2 separate regions of the Capsicum annuum genome follow, and region 1 is linked to region 2. The links are chromatin contacts, called in public Hi-C maps. All regions are on one chromosome and are shown on one strand. The core of a region is the stretch at or near the end of the contact, and the rest is flanking DNA. Distances in the headings are between cores, read along the strand shown. Region 1 overlaps LOC107867972 (DEAD-box ATP-dependent RNA helicase FANCM). Region 2 holds the start of LOC107867972 (DEAD-box ATP-dependent RNA helicase FANCM).

Region 1 (5,112 bases), core at 413-2,912, 49 kb after region 2:
ACATGGGTTTTGTCATTCATGCGAAGTGCTTTAAATGTTGTAAACACTATATATATATATATATATATATATATATATATATATATATATATATTACACTTTTTAAAGTATGGGGCAGAGTGGTTAGACAAGTTCTACAGAATGGTGGTCAGACCGGCTTTGTTGTATGGGACAGAGTGTTAGCATGTTAAGAAATCTCATATCAAAAAGATAAAGATGGCGGAGATGAGAATACTTCGGTAGGCTTGCGGGTGTACTAGGAAAGATAGGATTAGAAATGAGGTTGTTCGAGATAAGGCGAGAGTGACTTCGATGGATGCCACCATGAAGGAAGTGAGGTTGAGATGGTTCAGACATGTGATGAGGAGGGGCACGGATGCCCCAGTGTGGAGGTGTGAGATGTTGGCTAGGGAGGGATTCTGGCGAGGTAGAGGTAGACCGAAGAAATATTGGAAGGAGGTGATTAGACATGACATGGAGCAGCTTCAGTTTACCGAGGACATGACCCTAAATAGAAAGTTGTGGAGGAGGCGGATTTGGGTAGAAGATTAGTATTATTTTGGAATGTTGTATCGTTTGTTATATTACTTGGTGAATCTTGTCTATGGTATTATTGAGTGTGGTAATTTCTATTGTATCTTGTCCTTTTACTATTCCTTGTTTAGATTGTTTTGAACTGGGGGTTTATCGGAAACAACTTCTCTGTCTCACCTCTGAACCCTCCACAGACCCCACTTGGTGGGAATATATTGGGTATGCTGTTATATTTTGCAGCACTTTCTTGAATGTTATTGCGAATTGCTTCAGGAATGAGGGTGCTTGTTATTGACAATGTGCCAATTTTATGAGGGAGATAGATGTCCTTTCAGATATACTTTTATGTTAATTAAATTAGCATGTCAAGTCATAGATCAACTGATGATCATGACTTCATTCCCTTGGATTTTGGACCTAAGCCAATCTTTAATCACAGGCGTTCATTGCTCACTCAGTCACCAATTCTAAACCATTCAACTGCTCCTGATTCTGAGGTTCCAGCTAGCAGAGTCGATGAAAGCAAGAGCTCATCTGGAACAGCAGATTATCACACACCTCAAACTGACCCGAAGTCGACAACGAGAGATTCCTCATGTTTTCAGCGAAGTATTGATAAAATCTCACCAGAAGCCATGCCATGCTCAACTACTTTCTCTTTGAGAGAAAACGACAGCAATTTAGGGAGTCGGAAAAGAAAGTTGAGCTATTATCAAGCAACTTCACTGCCAGTTCTCAATTTACAAAATGAATTCTCTCGTCATTCTACAGCTTCTGGTGGAAACTTGCATCTTTTGGAAGAAGCAGCACAGAATGTAGTTGGTGATCCATTTGATGATGACCTGTTCTATGAAAGTATCGATTTTGATGCAGTGGAAGAAGAGGCTGCTAGAATGCTTAGAAACAAATCAGAGATCGTGGTTCAGAAGACAGTGACTTCAAGACCTATTACTCAAATTCCTGATGATGGAAACGCTCCTTCATTTGATCTGGGAATTTAATCTAGCTGTCTCAACTGTCAAGTTTTGTATCACAGCCTGAATGATCAGTTAGTAAATGAAAAAAATAATAATTTAATCTGTCCAGAATAGGATAGTTGTATTTATCATTTAATAGGTTACAGGAAAATCCATCTTGATGGAATTGAGGCGTATGTATCTGCTAGGAAAACATTTGATTTTTGCTGTATATAATTTCAAAATTTTTGTTTCACTAGTCCAATTGAAGTGTGGCTTTTGTTATTCCCCGTGTTTTCTCTTGATGTTTTGTTTTTCTTGTTTGTCGCAAGGAGCTTAATGTTTGAAGCACTTCTACATTGTTCCTGTTCTTTTCCCTTAATTAACAATCAAGTGGCTGCATTTTATTTAATTATATTTTATCAGATTTTTTTAGTCCGTTTTGTTTCCCCACCTTATGATTTTTGTATGGACTACATGTACTCGACCTAAACTTCATAAGTGCAAGATCAAAAACCTCATTAGACAACTCAACACCTCTTCTGCATTCCTTTTTACTGATTCAGGAGTACATTTGCTGATGCTTCTATTAGCAGTGGCTTCACTAGGAAATTTGTGCTAAAGACAATAGCATTAGTCAGCTAACAATGGCATAATCTCCTCCAATACTGTTAAGATTATAAATTGCTGATAGAATTTGGGGCATTGATTGTCCATTCAATCAACCTTTTACCAATGTCTACATCTTTCCTATGATTCATCAAATGGGTATATGTTGATTTACGAAGCTACTTAATGACCTGACATCCATTTTAAGTTTAGGAGCGGATATTAAAATCCACTATGCTTCAGATCATTTGCCACCACTGTGTGTTGGGTCTGGATTAAAAAAAAGGGTAACTTACATATAAAATTTCGATTATTTTGTTAATTACATTTTATTCCGATTTATGAAATGGTGATACATATGTTATACGGTGATACATATAAAAAATTGATACATTTGAAACTGACAAAGATATTTATTTAAGGAAATAATAAATTCTCTTTTATTCTGTGGAGCAATTCACGCATAATCAGTTATACAATGAAATCATAAGATTCAAAGATTTTTCCCTCATAATTTTTGTACCAATTGAAAGTCAAATAAATAAAAAGAAAGTGAGCACGTATTTCTTTTCTTTTTGTGGGCTTCCTCGTATTATTATTCTAAGGGTAACTTACATAAATTCTGAATCTTTAAGTGATATTACATAAAATTTCGATTATCTTATTAATTACATTTTATTTCGATTTTTGAAATAGTGATACATATGTTATAAGTTGATACATATAAAAAATGATACATTTGAAACTGACAAAGATATTTATTTAAGAAAATAATAGATTCTCTTTTATTCATTGTATTCTTTTATTTAAGGAAAGATATCTAATTTTTCTCTTTTTAGATTTAATTTAGGTGTTTTAATTATGTTTCTCTTTTTTAAAGAAATAATAGATTCTTTTTTATTCATTGTATTCTTTTATTTAAGGAAAAATATCTAATTTTTCTCTTTTTCTAGATTTAATTTAGGTGTTTTAATTATGTTTCTCTTTTTTCGTCTTTAGTTATGAAAGATACGTTTTTTCGTCTTTTTCCTCCTTTTTCGCCTTTAATTTTGTCTTTAATTTTAGTCTACATTTTTTAGATTTAATTTTAATTATGTTTCAATTATGCTTTTAGTCTTTTTTTTTAAAACTATTATTATTTTTGTTTCCTACACTGACTACACCATTACCTTTCATTAATAACATATGAATCACCCAATAATTGAAATAAATAATTATATCTACCATATAAATCACCATAATACCATATAACCATATATATGAATTCACCCAATAATTAAAATAACTAATTGTATCTACCATATGAATCACCATAATACCATATATATCACCCATTAATATCATATGAACCACCGAATAATTAAAATAAATAATTGTATCTATCATATGAATCACCATAATACCATATATATGAATCGCCCAATAATTGAAATAAATAATTGTATCTGTCATATGAATCACTATAATATAGTACCATATATATCACCCATTAATATCATATGAATAGCCCAATAATTCAAATAAATAATTGTATCTATCATATAAATCATCATAATACAATATGCCTGTTAAAATCATAAAAAATGTATCTACCATATGAATCACTATAATACCATATATATGAATCACCCAATAATTGAAATAAATAATTGTATCTACCATATGAATCACCCAATAATTAAAATAAATAATTGTATCTACCATATGAATCACCCAATAATTAAAATAAATAATTGTATCTACCATATGAATCACCATAATACAATATGTATCACCCGTTAAAATCATACAAAATATATCTATCATATGAATCACCATAATACCTATATAATGATATCATATTTATCATTCGTATAAATCGCTATTAAAAGAATAAACATGTATGAATAGCTAAATAAATTTATATATGTATCAATAGATTTTTTTTTTTTTTTTAAAAAAGGGAGAGATTTTAGGAGAGGAAAAAAAAAGGTGCATGTGTTAATGGAGGAGAAAAAATAGGAAGAAAGATGATTTAAGCATTAATGGAGGAGAAAAAATTAGGAAGGAAGATGATTTAATTGTTGATAATCAGGGTGATATTTTAGGGAAGGAAATCTTTGAAAAAAAAAATAGCTTGACTTAGTTAATGATGGAGTAAAAATAGAATGTGGGGTTTTATTGATATGTATCAAGAGTAAAGTTGAAAATTAAAATTTTATGTAAATTTTTAAAAAATAAGGGATATTAGATAATATAGTCTCTTAAGTATGAGATTTGTGTAATTTATTCTTATTCTAATTTGTTTCACGCCCTGTTGATAAGGAGAAAATAAGAAATAATTTCTTAGAAGACCAAAGGCAACTATAACTAAGTTTCCAGGAAATTAATTAGACTTTTTCTCTATTCTTTCCATTAAAATAAGGATAAATTACACAAATTCCAAACTTAAAGAGATTATATTATCTAATATTCTTTACTTTTTGTAAAATTTACATAAAATCTTGGAGGGTGATTTTTTTGATAGGCTGTTATGAGAATTTTCGATGATGAGAGGGTCATTTTTTAGTGGACCAGCGCTGATTCACCGGAACAATGAGCTCCGGTGATGGGGATGGCTACTTCGTTTTTAGATACAGTGTGAACAAAATGTATCACTCATTAATAACATATAAATCACCCAATAATTGAAATAAAATAATTGTATCTACCATATGAATTATCATAATACCATATATATCACTCATTAATATCATATAAATCACCCAATAATTAAATTAAATAACTGTATCTAACATATGAATTATCATAATACCATATATATCACTCATTAATATCATATGAATCACCCAATAATTAAATTAAATAACTGTATCTAACATATGAATCACCATACTACAATATGTATACCCATTAATATCATATGTATCACTCGTTAAAATCATATAAAATGTATCTATCGTATGAATCACCATAATACCTACCCATATAATGATATCATATTTATCGTTCAAATGAATCACCATTAAAAGAA
Region 2 (5,278 bases), core at 610-3,109:
AGAGTCAGTTTGGTTATATAGGCTGGTTTGACATAATTGAATTAGCTTGCAAACATATTGGTATAATGATACATGTTGGTAAATGCCTTAATAAATGACTCCTAGGTTAATGGTTGGTTTATGTGCAATTATTATAATTTGGGCTTAAAGAAAATTATGTAACTCACTGTGAAGGTGTAGGTCCAGGGGGTTCAACACTAGAAATCACGTTTGCCGGCATTGACAGTTCATGTGATCGTGTACTTGATGCTCACTTTATATATATATATATATGTATTATTTTTTAGAGGGCTATAACCTTGATGTATTTAGCCTTTTCTCGATTTTTTCTCAGTTCGTGCAGCTAACACGCACTGGGTCCTTTCTAGCAGGGGGAGCTGGATCCATATATCCTATGGGTGCCTTTAGGCCGAAGCGAGCTATACAATTTAGGATAATGATTTAAACTCGTATGTTCATGACCCTTGTCCCTATCCCGATATCCTATATATGTATATATAAATGTTGTGCATATGGTGTTTGATTGGTTTTGGAATTGACATTATTTTATCCCTTTTTCCTAAGTCACATGCCAATGCTCGTTCCACTGACAGTCCCTGAATGCTACATCATTTCATGATGTAGGGTTCGAAGGGTATTCTGTTGCTCGTATGTAGTGTTAGGTGATTTGGTATTTCCTGTGAATCTGTTGTGAAGTGGTGAGCCTCTATTTTTCAAAATGCACTGTTATCTCAATGATTTCTTTATGGTCTTAGTATTTCATTTGGGATTCTTTTTGTCATAGTTGGGGGCATGTCCCAACTTAGTTAGAGGCTTTTGTGGACAAGTATTGGGTTGATCGTTTGTTTTGATTTTTAGAATCTTCTTTTGACTTATCTATCCTTCTCGTTGCTATTTTTGTTTACTTTCGCTGTTTATATTTATGTGCTCTTGAGGTAAGGCTAAGGGATGGTCTCCGACCTACGGTGGGTTTGAAATACCTGTCACGGTCAGACCTAGGGTCGAATCATGACAAAATGACCTATCTATGATGAATGTTCAGAACCAATAGCTTAATCTAATAGGTAAATCATCTGTTGTAATAGATGACTCATTTGTTGCAATAGCTAGGTCATCTGTTGCAATAAATGACTTACCTGTTGGATTGAGCGGCTTTAACATGAATTCAACAAGTAGATCATCTACTGCAACAACTAGGTCATCTGTTGCAATAAATGAGTTATCTGTTGGAAATACTTTAGCAGTTGTGGAAATAATCCAACAACTATTGTATTAGTATACAACAACTGTTGGATACACTAGTGAAAATTGTTGAAAAAACAACACATATATCAGAAAGAAATTAAATTAAAAATCATTAATTTTACTTATCAAAATCACGTACAAATAATGCCCATTGATATACGAACAAAATTAGCTCCAAAAATTTAGCCCAATAACAATGGTAGCGACAACAATAACAACAACAATAACAATAATAATTTAACGACAAATAACAATATATGATGGTGGAGATGAAGAAGAAAAAGAAAAGCAGCTGCAACAACAACAATAATAACAACAACAATGAAAGAAAAAAAGCGAAGAGAGTAAAAAGAGTTGAATTTTTCCCTTCTTTTTTAGTTTTAAAATTTTATTTAAGTGGATCAAAGTGTAAGTCTCAAAACTTGAGATATCAAATTTATTCTCTTAATCCTTAATGTAAAAATAGTTATACTTTTTTTAGTTTTAACATTTTATATAGATGGATCAAATGTAAAAATGTAAGTGTCAAAACTTGGAATATAAAATTTATTCCCTTAATGTTAATGTAAAAATAGTTACTCAATAATTAAAAATTAAGCCATGTAGACTCAATTTTAAAACTTGTGTTTTATTCAATGTACCAAGAGAACTTTTATTCAATTTTCTCCAGTTTTCCGTCATTCGAAGGACTTTTTACAAGTTTCCCTCCTTTGCTTCCTTCTCCAGTTCCCCAATGGCCACACCTCTCCACATACTTGACGACGACGATGATGTAAGCCGTCTATATGCTTTGTTTTCCCTTTGCTTTCTGCTTCTAACCCTCACTCTGTATTTGTACAGGAATTTGATTGGGACTTGGCTGTTAAAGAAATCGATGGTGCTCTCGAAGCAACAGCCATTTCCAACAGACCATCTTCTTCCAATCTTCTTTCTACTTCTCATTCAAATCATCAAATTAAGGAAATCCACAAATACTCTTTTCCTTCTTCTTCTAGACAATCTACACTTGATCAATTTATCCAAAATTCCACCAAGAATTCTGAGAAATCAACTCGAGAACAGCAAAATCGAAATGGGTTTGGAGAAAAGAACGAAAATGAATTTGACTCTTATGGGCCTAGTGATGTTAACATTGATCCGGAGGCTGCAAAAACTTGGACCTTCCCAGGTTTTTTTTCACTGTTTTTTCCTACTTCATCAATATCCTACTTCAAATTATCTGTTTTTACATACTAATGTTTCGTAGAAGTAAAAAATGTGATATAAACTTCAATTAAAGCTGAACGTGTCTGTACCTGACGCAAACATGTACCCTAATCAATGTAAACGTAGGATTTGTTGGGCTAAAACAACCCAAAGATACTCTTAACATAGTGTAATGATAAAAAATTTCCGGGCCCTTTGGTCCTGCCATTTAAGCTGTACCCTGTTTTAGTAAAATTATTTAACATGTACCTAGTTTTGGCAAATATCAAACAAAAACTGCTGAAGTATAATTTCTTGTATTCGTCTTCTTACTTTCTGTATAATAGTGCCTTTCATTTATATAGCAATTGAAGTATAATGCTTTGAAGAATTGAATTTTGAATTCCGTATATGAAACATGAGTTAAATCAAGTGGGTGTAGTTGGAAAAACTTGAAAACATTGGAAAATCACCATTGTTGCAAAATGAGTTTGTTAGATTTGTTGTTGTTTTGACAAATTAATTTTTAGGATTTGTTCTTTATGATATTTGGAACTATGTTTCAAATTTGAGCTCATTCTGAGTAGATTTAGGTATTGAATTGTTGAAATTCAAAGAACAAGTTGTTTCTAGGCAAAAAATTGTTCAGACAAAAATGACTGAACTTCAAGCATATGTTAAATTCGGGCAAAAAATGGCTGAACTTCAAGGTATTTGTTATGTAAGTTCCAGAAATAGAGGTTGAAGTTAGACTTTGACAAACTAAATTTCAGATGCGAATATCATGTTTCGAATCAAACTTTTGACAGACGAAACTTCAGACATTGCGTTTCAGAAGTTGGTTTACCCACTCAACTTCAGGCATTGCATGTTTGAAGCTGATTTAAAGTTGGTCCTGCAATCTATGCACTGCCTCCCTTGGGGTTATATCATCCGCTTTGGTCCAGGCCTGCATGGTTTTTCTCAAACCACCTAATAACATTTAGGACTTTATTCACAGACATTCAAAATCTCCCTCTTGAACGAAGTTCCACATGATCCATCACTGTTCATGGGCTAATTTGGAGATTAACTGTGTGCCACTCACATTATTCGAGTATTTATTACCTCCAAGCCCACAATCTTCTTCTTTGTCTGTTGTCTTCAAGGTAAAGGTAAAGGTGTAAACCGAACCATAGATAGACAAAGGAAATAAGTTGGACGCCATGCCGTCACTCCACCTTATTTTCCACCAAACCATTAGCTCTAATACCTTTTGATGGGGTAAAACAACCCGAAAATACAAGCCCACACGGTTTTCCCCTAAAGGCTTCATAGCATTACAACATCCAAAACCTCACAAATAGCTTCTTTTTCTTTGCTACTTTTCACCTCAGAGTTTATTTGTAAACACCCAACGGGTACAATAGTTACTTTAGTTGTTGATTAAACTTTTGTAGGAATTAATATATATGATTTTTTGTATCCTAAAGGGGATGATTGAGTGGTTGAGGTGTATAAGTACAACTTGAGATCCCATGTTCGAATCTCAACTACAATACTCATCAGTATCTTTTCCATCCTCGGTGAGCAATTTGACTTGATAACCGCGCATGTAGATGTAGTAGGCTGCCAAATGCATCAGCCGAGGCCCGTGTTTGTTGGTCAAACACCACCATTACAAAAAGAAAGAAGAATAAAAGAAAAACCCTGTGTTATATTTCAGTTGGTTAATTTATTGTTATCCTTATACATATAACATAACAACGGTGTGAAAAGGGAGAAGTTGATAGCTATGGGGAGGACTAGGGAAGCAGACATTATGTGGGATAAGATTGCCAATTACATTAGGGTAGTGACTGGGGAGGTGTTAGGCATCTCGAGAAGTCGATTGGGCAGGCGCTGAGGGAATTGATGGTGAAATTGAGAAGTTCAAGAGAAGGTAGAGGCAAATAAGATGGGTTACGCTAAGTCTGTTGGTGAAGAGTAAGGATGAGGAGGAGGAGCTGACAAATAGGGAGAAGTATAGGCTGGCTAGTAAGGAGGCAAATTTAGTAGTTACAGTAGCAAAACACCAACCTTTGAGCACTTGTATTTAGAATTGGAGGGCAAAAACAGGGATAAGATGTTATACAGTCTAGCCAAAGCGAGAGAGAGAAGGACCCCATAACCTTGATCAAATGAAGTGCATCAAGGATGAGAACGGTAATGTACGTGTGGAAGAGGTACTCATTAGTAGGAGATGACAATCACACTTCCATAAATTTTTAAACGAAGAGGGGACAAAGATATTGTATTGGGGGATTTGGAGCACTTGGAGAGGCATCATGATTATGGTTATTATAGGCGTATAAAGGTTGAGGAGGTGAAATGTGCTATTCATAGGATGCGTAGAGGTAGAGCAACTAGGCCAGACAAGATCCTAGTGGAATTTTGGTAGATCGTAGGCGGTGCAGGAATTGAGTGGCTAACTGAGTTGTTCAATGGCATGTTCTAGACGACAAATATGCTCGAAGCATGGAGATGGAGTATGATGATTTCATTGTACAAGAATAAAGGCAATATTCAAATTTTATAAGAGTCAATAGCTTTTTATTAGACATTTAAAATTGCAATATCTGTAGGGTTGACAAGCTACTAAGTTATACTATGAAAGTTTGGGAAAGGGTAGTGGTAATGAGAGTGAGGGGTACATAACTATTTCTGCAAACCAATTTGGATTTAAGCTAGGACGCTCGACTATAGAAGCCATCCACCTAGTGAGAAGATTGGTGGAACATTATAGGGAGAGAGAGAAAGACTTACACATGGTTTTTATCATTTCAGAAAAGGCTTACTACAAAGTTCCAGGGAGGCTTTATGGAAGTGC

Evidence for each region. A called contact is a pair of places that touch in the nucleus more often than the background predicts.
Region 1: a contact with region 2 is called in a Hi-C map of leaf, with 2.4 times the contacts expected there. The contact joins the enhancer-like site here to the promoter of LOC107867972 in region 2. A contact is called at or near these places in 2 of 5 Hi-C or Micro-C datasets (both in leaf).

Annotation. Positions count from the first base shown.
Region 1 is chr4:136,378,114-136,383,225 of UCD10Xv1.1, forward strand. LOC107867972 (DEAD-box ATP-dependent RNA helicase FANCM) reads left to right here. Exons shown (of 21, transcript XM_047411993.1): 21 at 974-1,775. The coding sequence ends at 1,535. Among protein-coding and RNA genes, the nearest start is that of LOC107867972, 50 kb to the left of the region's middle. Within about 2 kb of position 1,663, at least 2 of the 5 cell types and tissues checked have an H3K27ac peak or open chromatin away from gene starts, as enhancers often do. A contact at or near this core is called in leaf, where this site is marked.
Region 2 is chr4:136,328,641-136,333,918 of UCD10Xv1.1, forward strand. It overlaps LOC107867972 (DEAD-box ATP-dependent RNA helicase FANCM), which reads left to right and starts at 1,860. Exons shown (of 21, transcript XM_047411993.1): 1 at 1,860-2,017; 2 at 2,086-2,413. The coding sequence starts at 1,979.